Linked DNA regions of Rattus norvegicus: region 2 is linked to region 1. The links are chromatin contacts, called in public Hi-C maps. All regions are on one chromosome and are shown on one strand. Each heading gives the region's core, a stretch centred on a gene start, on an enhancer-like site or on the middle of the called end of the contact. The rest is flanking DNA. Distances are from core to core; before and after follow the strand shown. Region 1 has its middle 49 kb from the start of Cryaa. Region 2 overlaps Hsf2bp (heat shock transcription factor 2 binding protein).

What was found. Hi-C and Micro-C count contacts between places; a contact is called where the count stands out from the background.
Region 2: a contact with region 1 is called in a Hi-C map of liver, with 2.6 times the contacts expected there. The contact joins two enhancer-like sites. A contact is called at or near these places in 10 of 12 Hi-C or Micro-C datasets (the A7r5 cell line, the Rat2 cell line, frontal cortex and 5 more).

Annotation. Positions count from the first base shown.
Region 1 is chr20:9,831,614-9,836,843 of GRCr8, forward strand. No RefSeq gene overlaps it. Among named protein-coding and RNA genes, the nearest start is that of Cryaa, 49 kb to the left of the region's middle. Within about 2 kb of position 2,163, at least 12 of the 93 cell types and tissues checked have an H3K27ac peak or open chromatin away from gene starts, as enhancers often do. A contact at or near this core is called in liver, where this site is marked.
Region 2 is chr20:10,101,647-10,106,876 of GRCr8, forward strand. All of the region lies in intron 3 of Hsf2bp (heat shock transcription factor 2 binding protein), which reads right to left. Among named protein-coding and RNA genes, the nearest start is that of Hsf2bp, 17 kb to the right of the region's middle. Within about 2 kb of position 3,140, at least 10 of the 93 cell types and tissues checked have an H3K27ac peak or open chromatin away from gene starts, as enhancers often do. A contact at or near this core is called in liver, where this site is marked.

The DNA.
Region 1 (5,230 bases), core at 913-3,412:
CTGGACTCACTGGGCTCTGATTCATAGGGTGCCAAGGCCAAACACATTTGAGTGACAGCACCTTCCTTTAGCCTTGCCCTTGCCAGTTCTGTGTTCCCTTGTCCCAGAACAGCAACTTAGTAAATGCCCGCTGTCCCCAGTCACCAATCAGCCATGTACATACATGCTTGCTTTTCTTCCCATGGTGGAAGCAGGCCAGCTTGGTGGCAGTCTCTGCTGTGCCCTTCTCCCAACCCCCACCTAGGCCATTGTTTCTGTTAGCTCTTTCTGCTGTTGAGAGGAGAGGAATGTGGGTAAGGGTGTAAAGCCTGGGGTCTGGACAGCGGATTCCATCCAAGATCTGAGAACGCTGCAGGTCTATGAGAAGGATGTGACCAGGAGGTGTTGAAAGGTCAGCAGTCCTTCCAAGCACGTTGGTATTGTCCTCTGGGGTCTTGCCAAGGCTGGGGGCGTGTGTACGTAAGAAGGAAAGATAAACTTGAATAGCTCTTTTGTGGAGGTTCGTCCCTGCAAAAGAGGTGAGAGGACATAGGAAGAATGGACTTGGGGCTGGAGAGATGGCTCAGTGGTTAGAGCGCTGACTGCTCTTCCAGAGGTCCTGAGTTCAAATCCCAGCAACCACATGGCGGCTCACCACCATCCGTAAAGGAGATCTGATGCCCTCTTTTGCATCATGACAGACATGGTGTACTTATATATGATAAATAAATAAATAAAATAAAAAAAAAGAGTGGAGTCCCACACCCCGTATGTGACAGTTAGAAAGGCTGACTGGAAGTGCCAGCAGACCCCAGAGCCTCATCCTCAGAGACTGCACAACAGCACAGCTATGCCTGGCGAGACTTCCTAGCAGGAGATGAACAAATGGACGAATCTTGGAGTTGCTTTGCCAGCTACTCTGGAGTCTGCAGTCCCGTCTGGAGCCCCAGTAGAGGTGCTCCCAAGAGACTCCCTGCCCAGGGGTGTGCTGAGTCAGCAGAAAGCACTCCAATCGGCTCTCCAAGAGACCATGGGCTAAGTGTGTTCTCCCAGCCTGGGCTAATGGTGGGAGTTCCTGGCCACACCGGGTTTCCCCTGAGGAAGGACCTGGCTCCCACCACTTCCACAGACACCTCCGAGGGGACTGAGGGCACTGTGGCTCAAGAGCCAGCCCTGGAACATTTTTAGGCAGCCAGCCGAGCTGCAGGGAGGCTCCTTGAAAATCAAGGCAGGCTGTAAAGGCTGCTTCTGGGCTCGGGGTGTCAGAAGGATCCTCAAGCCCTCAGGCGGGAAGGGAACAAAGGAGGCCTCTGCTTCAGCCTCAGGCTTCTGACTCCACAGTTCTGTAGTTGTGTGAAGAGTTAGGCTCGTTTTGCCCTGAATTCACCATATGTCCGTGTATGGCTCTCACTCTGCCTCTCGCTCCTGGCCTACTGGTATCTCCCGTGCATAGGATACCTGGTCAAGGTGGGCTTCGAACCCATGCCTGCCACTCTGCTCATGGGTACCGTTTGTCTGGAAGAAACATGAACAAGCAGAGGGCTAGGTAGGTCTCTGTGAGCTGCAAGAAAATCCCTGGTACCAGAGTAGACATCAATATCTGGGTGCGGAGGCTAAGCTTAGAGTCACCATAAGAACATCACCGAGGGCCAGTGCCAGGGTTCAGGTACCTGAGGACAAAGAGGTGAGGCCCAGAGAAAGAGCTGCCAAGAGTCCCCAAGGTTGTGTGTGTGTGTGTGTGTGTGTGTGTGTGTGTGTGTGTGTGTGTACCAGAGGTCATGCAAAAAGTCCCTTCTTCTAGATCGGGCTGGCCAGGGAGACTATCCCCTAGGGGGCAGTGTTGCCATTTTGCTATTCGCCAGAGGGTGCAGCAAGCCGGTCTAGGCCTGCCATGCCTGTGTGACTAGGACTTTGGCTCTGGTCCCACACTGAGCCTGCTGGTTCCTGGGATTACTTCATCTTGCAATAGGGTGGGAGCTGGGGAAACAGAGGCTGCATGGCGGGAGGAGGCTGGGGCGGGCATCTGGGTTAAGGCTAAGTGAGCAGGGTGGGGTTGTCCTGGGGGAAGGGATACCCAGCTGGTCTCTGGGCAGGTAACATGGGTTGGGCCAAGCGACACTGGCTGAGTCACGTACGTCCACACGTTGACAGGTCACTGGTGCGAGGAATGAGTCAGCTGCAGCTGAGCTCCAGGAATAGAGTCTGGGAGGGCAGCTCTCTGATCCTGATGCTCCTGTAGGATCTGTCTGGGTCCGTGGAGTGACAGGGAACTTGTGTTGGAGAGGCAGCTGTTCTGTCCCTTAAAATGAAAGGGCTGTTACTGCTACTGTCTGCTGGAGTCTATCTGGGCTGCCGTACCAAAAGTCGCCGTGAATAGGCCACAGAGGAAAACTTGGTCCCTCACTCACTGTTCTGAGACCGATGCCCAATATCAGGATGCTTGAAAAGTTCTGTGTCGGGTGAGGGCGACTTTCTTCTTGGTACACACAGTATTTCCTTGCTGGGTGCTGACCGGGTGAAGGGAAAGGGGAGATCTCTGGGGTCCCTTTCTATTAGGGCCCTATGCTTATTATTTTTCTCACGGCTGTGAACAAAATAGCAGACCGAGGAAGCAACTACAGTAGGTAAGGGTTTATTTTGGCTCCCAGTTGGAGGGCACACAGTCTGTCCCGGTAGGAGAAGTGATAGCAGCGGGAACGTGAGGTAGCTGGCCAGTCAGGGAACAGAGGTAGATGCTGGTCTTCAGTTCTCTTTCTCCTTTGCGCTCGGTTGGGAACCCCAGCCTAGGGGATGCCACCTCACTTTAGAATGGTTCTCTCTAATTCAGCTAATCAAGTCCGAAAACACAGATACAACCAGATGCTCATCTCCGTGGCAACGCCAAATCCCATTAAGTCAACAGTCAGGATTAACGTTCATAGACCCTACCTCCTTTCTTGGGGGGTGGCGCCCATTCCTAGGACTAGGTTAGGTATCAACGAATATACTTAGGGGAGGGGGAGGCACACTTTTGGATCCTGTCACTGCAGTACGACATACTGACTTCTCACTTGGTTTCCCTGTCCCAAGGCCACCAGGGCAGGAAGGTGAGCACGGTGGCTACCGTTGACCAACTCTGAGGACGTAAACACTGTCCAAGATGGAGAGACCATGGTCTGGACCCTCCCTCCACTACTCCAGTCTCTTGGAGTCACACAGTCCAAACAGAGCACTCTGTGTTCAAGGTGCTGAAACTAAGAGAAGCTTACAAGAGCGGACCTGGGGAGATGCAGGGACTAACGGGATTCAGTTTGTGGGCCCCCCAGGGGCTAACAGGATTCAGTTTGTGGGCCCCCCAAAGCCTACAAACTGTTCTGTGGGCTTCCGTATCATGGCCTGGCTGAGAATACCACTACAGGCTTGCAGCTGGATGTCAGGGAGAAGGGGACTCCTTGTCTTGGGCTCACGGAGGCTCATTCTCCACTATAGAGGCTGAGTACCAGAGTCAAGGTAAGGCACAGAAGTTGGCCTCTAGGCTCAGCACTACAAGCCATGGTTTAAGGGGCAAACCTGAGGGGTGTGGTTGAAAAAAAGCTACCTCTGTCCTTCAGGAAGCTCTTGTGTGTTCCCGGCACACCACCGCTCGAACCTACAGGCCGGAAAAGGGCAGTTTCTCACTTTTTCCCTGTAAGGACTTTCTTGGTTGTTGTGTCTCCCTGGAAACTGCTCTTGTCTGCCTGGCCACTTGGCTTCCCCTGGACGGCCCAGTCTTGGTCGGACACTGAGAGTTCAGGTTCCCAGAATCGCCTTCTAAGGCCTCATCTTTGGCCTTCCCACAGAGCCGGCCACCCCAGCTCCCCTTAAGGGCCCCTGCTGGAATGAGCCCCACACAGTTGGACGCCCTGGTCTGGAATCTGCCACAGCCTGAAGCACCTCCTTCCCAACTGTGGAATGGGGATGTCGGTGTCAGCAGAATCTCAGGGTGTTGGTGGCCCACTTAACAGTGAGCTCCGGTTGACAGCTGTGTGACTTTGATGCCCACCCTCGGGATTACTGGATGTGTTATAATTAACTCTGCTGGGAGGGTGTGGACTCTGGGGTCAGCCAGGATGCCCGAGGTCGTCTGATTAAGAACAAGAGCTACCTCAAGCCGTGAGGCCAACTGTGACCATAAAAGGCTTTCTTTGGTCACTTTATTTAAAGACCGACACCACCAAGCACAGACAGTCCTCTGATGGCCTCTGGAGCCCCCCACATCCTCCCAGGGTAAACCTGACATTTTTGTTCTTCACTCCTGTTTTGTATCTGTCAAAATTCTTCTGGGCTGCTGGAGAGATGGCTCAGTGGTTAGAGCACTGATTGCTCTTCCAGAGGTCCTGAGTTCAATTCCCAGCAACGACATGGTGGCTCATTAACCATCTGTAATGGAATCTGGTGTTCTCTTCTGGTGTGCAGACACACATGCAGGCGGAGCACTGTACACATTTTAAATAAATCTGTTTTGTAAAAAAAAAAAAGTGAAGTGATGTTAGGCCTTGTACATGTGAGTACACTGTTGCTGTCTTCAGACACACCAGAAGGGGGCATCGGATCCCATTACGGATGGTTGTGAGCCACCACCTGGTTGCTGGGAATTGAACTCAGGACCTCTGGAAGAGCAGCCAGTGCTCTAACCACTGAGCTATCTCTCCATCCTCAAATAAATCTTCAAGAAAAATCTTCTGGGGAAATTCACTTTGTGGACGTCCCTCAGACCCTCCTGGAGGCTACAGAGCCAGGCTGCTACTGGCCACATGAATCGTCCATACACGGGGTTGGGGATTTAGCTCCGTGGTAGAGCGCTTGCCTAGCAAGCGCAAGGCCCTGGGTTCGGTCCCCAGCTCTGAAAAAAAGAATAATTAAAAAAAAATCGTCCATACACATCTCTCTGACCACCTCCCCGTCTCTCTGAGGTCTTCTTGGCATGAATCTCTAGGATTGCTGAGAGTCTGACTGTCCTATGTCTCCCTTCACACTGGGTCAGAGAAATACAGCTGCTCACAGAACGACAGGGAGATTCTGTCCCTCCTTTGGCCTGGTTGGGGCTATGGTGGATCAATTTTCATACTTCCGTTAAGTTCAAGGCAGCAACAGGCTTTCCCCAACACTCTCACTCTCTCGCAAGGAAGCTGGCTAGCCTGGGCTGGACCCTGGTTTGAAACAAGGAGATCCCGTACTGTGAGGAGGACGCCAGGAGCATATTGCCCAATTTCCAGCAGGCCTCTGTGATGTG
Region 2 (5,230 bases), core at 1,890-4,389, 270 kb after region 1:
GAGAACAGCTAGAAGGCGAACCCTTCCCAACAGATCATTCTGCTGGTCCCGCTGTCTGATACGCCTGCTGCTGGTCCGCGGTCTGATACGCCTGCAGTGTTTCTTCCCCGGCCCATTCCTTCTGAGTGCCGCAAGCCTCCACTGGATGACGTTACCTTTGTTTGCTCCCGATCAGGATACACCAGTCATGTCTGGTGATGTTATTTGTTCCTTGCTATTTGTTCTCTCCATGTTGGTTGCTACATATTCAATAAGTCCATTTATCTGGAACTGTAAGTACAGAACTTGAAAATGTATCACAACAAGAACCTGACCCATTATTTAAAATAAGGTAAACATCAGCCTTCCAACTTCAACCAGGCAGCACGCACGTGATCCTGGCACTCAGGAGTCAAAGGACGGAACTGAGGAATGCACAGCAATATTCTGTCGAGGGGAGGGAGGGAGGCCACAGGCTGGGAAGAACTGTATCCAAAATATATCGGGCCTGCCACACACGCCTTACAGGTTCCAGATCCACTGATTCAGCCAACAGAGGCCTGAAGCTGCCACAGCAGTCTTGTTCTGTAGGTGCCACAACTGAATTCAGTACCCCACGCTCATACGGCATCACTTTACCAAGTAAGCCACCTCCCCAGCCCACGTACAAGTCATACAGCTCTCCATTGAATTAGATAGGAATAACCAAGGACGGCTTATGTGTGTAGGCTGCATGGAAATACTGCACTTATTCACAGAAGGGCCCCACCACCCCAGGACTATCCACAAGAGGTCTGGAACCGATTCCCCTCAGATACTGAGGGACAACTGTATCTGAAAGAGGACCCATAATGCAATCGAACAGGGAAGAAGTGTTGGCTTCTAGGAATACTACAGTGGGAGAAAAACATCATTAGTCTTACTCAGCTGTCACCCCTAAAGCTACAGTAATGACTGGCCTGGCAAGTTTACGGTGACTAGTGTATGGTGACTAGTGTATGGTGACTAGTGTATGGTGGCACAAACACAAGGGAGGTAACCATCCTGTCCCTAAGTTCCCATCTTTATACCTAACAACTAGTCCATGTCTCAACCCTCATCAGAGAAGCTTCTTTGTAAAGATAGCAACTGATTCAGAGACCAACAACCTGTCTATACTACACACACACACACACACACACACACACACACACACACACACACACGCACCATTCAGGGACCACTGGAAGAGAGAGCAGAACAATTTAGGAGCCTGAAGAAGTAGAGTCTGTATCAAATCAGTGTCTGCTGCACACATGAACTCATGAACACATGTGGCTAGGGCTACATGCATATGGCTTGCACCAAGTCAAGTCAGCTAGATTTCCAGCATGGATGGGGAGGAACGCATGAGATCCCAGCCCCATCTGAAGAGCTATTAGCAACTGGTGGCTGCTGGAGGAAAAGGAACCACTTTTCTCCAGGGATATGGCCCCTGAGAGACTACCAAGCTCCCGTAGATGGTCTCACACCTGTGCACATCAGACCACACTAAATGGACTCAGTGGGTATTCAGAGAGGTGCGGGTACAGCATGAGAGCATGTGCAAGCTCAAGAGTACACATGAAGCTAGCAGTGGAAGTGGAGCTGATGTGATAGGGAAGGAAGTGGAGGCGGAGGCATAGGAGATGGATTGGATCCAAACATAGTATATGCATGGATGACTATGTCATAAATATTGTTTATCAAATAAAGATGCCTTCTAAAGATTTTCTACAGTTCGTTTCAGATTCTAGCTGGATTATTCTACCAGCTAATTTCCTTTAAGAGGTTTCTTGAAGGGCTAGAAAAGATGGCTCATCAGTTAAGAGTACACACTGCTCGTACAGATGGCCTGGGTTCCAGTCTCGTATAACCACCACCACCGCCGCCGCCTCCACCGCCACCACCGCCGCCACCACCACCACCTCCACCTCCACCACCGCCGCCACCACCACCACCACCGCCACTGCCACCACCACCTCCTCCTCCACCTCCACCTCCATCATCACCACCACCTATAACTCAAGTTCCAAAGACTCTGACACTCTCTTCTGGACTCCAGGGGCACCTGCACACACATGGTGCATATAAACTCACACAGGCACAGGCACACACACATACACACACACACACACACACACACACATTTAAAAATAAACTTTTTAGAGTTTCTTGAATCACTGAATTAATGTTTCCAACAGCTTCCTTTTTAGCATGCTAAAAGTAGCAACTCTTTCCTGATAAATTAAAAATATAGAAAGTAAAATATAACAGAAAACTGACAGTCTCTGTCCTGGCTGGTTTGCTAATGGGGAAAGGTCCATGCTATGAGATAAAAGTACATGGAGCCAACATGCTGGTAAATGCCTTTCATTCCAGCACTTGGAGGCTGGCTGAGACAGGAAGATCAAAAGTTCAAGGCCAGCCTAAGCTACATAGCGTTGAAGGCAGCTCAGACTCCATAGCAAGACCACATCTCAAAATAAAATAAAGTAAAATAAAATAAAACAAAATAGAGGCGTGGCTGCAGCTGCCTTTCAGTGCACAGCCTGACTGACTGATGGAATGGCCAGGCTCTGAACACTGAGTATTATTGCTGTCATGGTGTGCAGTGCGCTGACCTTATGGAAATGAGGGATGCTTTAGCCCTGACTAGTTTTCTATCTCCAGCTAAGCTGAACAGTTCACTGGATGAACGGGGTAAGTAAGCTGGCTATAATAAGGTCACTTGTCTCTGCAGCTGTCTTTTCTGAGGCACTGTCTGTGGTCCCTGCCCAGGCCTGTGCAGACCATGAGGCAGGAATGTCAGCTTATTATAGAGCTGAGGAAGCAGGAAAGAATCCAGCACCTCGGAGACTGAGTTAGATTACTGCCAGTAAGCACTTCAGGGTGGGTGAAATCAGTATCAATCCAGTACGTAAGAAAAGTATAGAATTAAAACATGAGTGTGCAGTGCACGGGACAGTTTCTGTCCCCTTGGGCTGAGGACTCTGATGCAGGGGCTTTGCTGAAGCTGTAGTGACGTGGTCTCCTCTCCTTCAACGCAGCAACTAAGTTGGATCACTGGAAAAGAGAGTTGGGATGGATACCTGCTCTTGGAGGACAGAGGCCAGGGGAAGAAACTTGGCAACAGCAAAAGGTCTCTGTGCTCTGGGACAGGCACAGCTGTCACTGTTTGTTTTTGAAACAGGCAGATCTCAAGGTCACTATGTAACAGAGGATAATCTTGAATTTCTGACCTTCCTGCCTCCAACTTCCAAGTGAGGTGTATATCACCACGCCCATTCTACACAGGACTAGAGAGCAGACCCCAGGCCTCATTCACCACCCCACTTCAGTGGGACTGCTTACAGTGGGCCTGCTTACAGGGTGTCTGCCCACAGACCTTTCAGCACTGAGCTGCTGTGTTATTAGCCTTTCATCACGGACAAATGCCTCACAGAACAATGTAGAAGGACAACAAGTTTTCCATCAGTTTCAGGGCTTCAGTCCATAGTCTGTCTGTCCCACAGCTATAGTCAGGACGGGACAGTAGAGCAGAGCAAAGCTGCTCACCTCACAGACACCAGCAAGCGCAGAGAGAACAGTCCCGTGCTTTCTCCTTCTTGCCCTTTAGTCTATCTGGGTTCTCAGACTAGTGTGTGACACAAGCAGGATTCGGAGTAGCTGTTCCCCCTCTTAATCCTCACCAGAATTACGTCCATAAGCACAGCAGAAATGTACCTCACAAATCTCCTTGGCATTTCTCAGTCCAAGTTGACAATCAAGATTAACTATCACAAGTGCACCCTCTGTCAACCTGACACCCAAACACATCTCCTAAAACCGTATCTAATTCCGGAAGGTAGCAACAAGGCCATGATTAGTAACACATAACAGAACCATCCTATGTATACCCAAAGTCCTTTAGTTCATTTCCCCAGTGTCTCAATAGTTCCTGCACTGGCCAGTAGCACTAGTATAAAGCTTCCTGAGACTCAAGACAAGCTCTTGCCTGTGAGTCCCTATAAGGCCAAAACGAAAGTTTTGCATATCCCAAGTACACAGCAGAATAAAGACCTCCAATCCAAAAGGGGCACAAGGCAGAGAGCACAGAGACCAAAGCAAGACAGGGATCAGCAGGGCAAATGTCAGCGCCTACAGTTCCACGGCTGAGATGTGCAGTGGCGTTACCCGGGTGCCAAAGGCTGGGGAGCCCGTCCCCTAGAGTACACCACTGCAGCTCCATGGCTCTTCCAGGCTGGCCCTGTTCACTGTCTAGAACTTTCCCTGGCGGACAGTCTACACTTGCAGGATCTTCAGTGTCCTGGGGTCTCTGCCCCACCTCACACCCACTGCTCTCTCAAGGGCTACCTCCAAGTACTCTTACCTCTGTCACACATCATCCAGCCTCCCCAACATTCCTTGAAATCTGAGTAGAAGCCTCTGTGAACTGCCTTGCATACATAGCATCAGATGGGGGACAGCCAAGGCTATCACTAGCTTAGGCTATAGCGAGGCCCAGTGAAGACAAATTCATTGACCGTTCTAGCCCAGATCCCATCTCAACGCTCCTGAGCACACCCTTTATCTCTGTGTGTGTGCAGTCATCCTGGTCTTCTGACTTCCTCCACCAGGACCGTCCATGAGTTCTGCTCACAGTATCTTAGTCTGTGCTGGACTACGATTTTCTGGGTAACAAAGTGAGGCTGGAAGAACTCCAGTAGGGCGTGACTGTATTACAGCTGAGTACATCAGTTCTTGTCTAACATGCATAGGGCTATGTCAACCAGGCTGGTCTCAAACTCACAGAGAGCCTCCTGCCTCCGCCTCCTGGGTGCTGGGATTAACACCAGGTTGTCCTCTTGATTGCAGAGTGAGTCTGCTCTCTGCCATCACTGAGGTGCCCTCAGGCACCTACCTGTCCTATTGTCTTGGTACACACGATGGTGCTAATCTCCGATGATTATCCATTGATTGGTCCCAATTTTAAATGTGATTTTTTTAAAGCCAGTTTTAAAATGTTTCTACCCTGTTTTTCACTCTCAGTACTCATTGTAAATCAGGCTAAAAGTGGGCAGCAAAACCCCTGTGAGAGCTCAAATGCTAGGCGACCTTAAGTTTCCCTTTTCCAAGGGACTGGTAAGATTGTAAGAACCGAGAACCAAAGCTCTCTGTGAAGCTGTCTTCTAACTGTGACGAGAAAGCTATACCGCTGTAGCATCTACAAGATGGCTGCCTTAAAAAGACC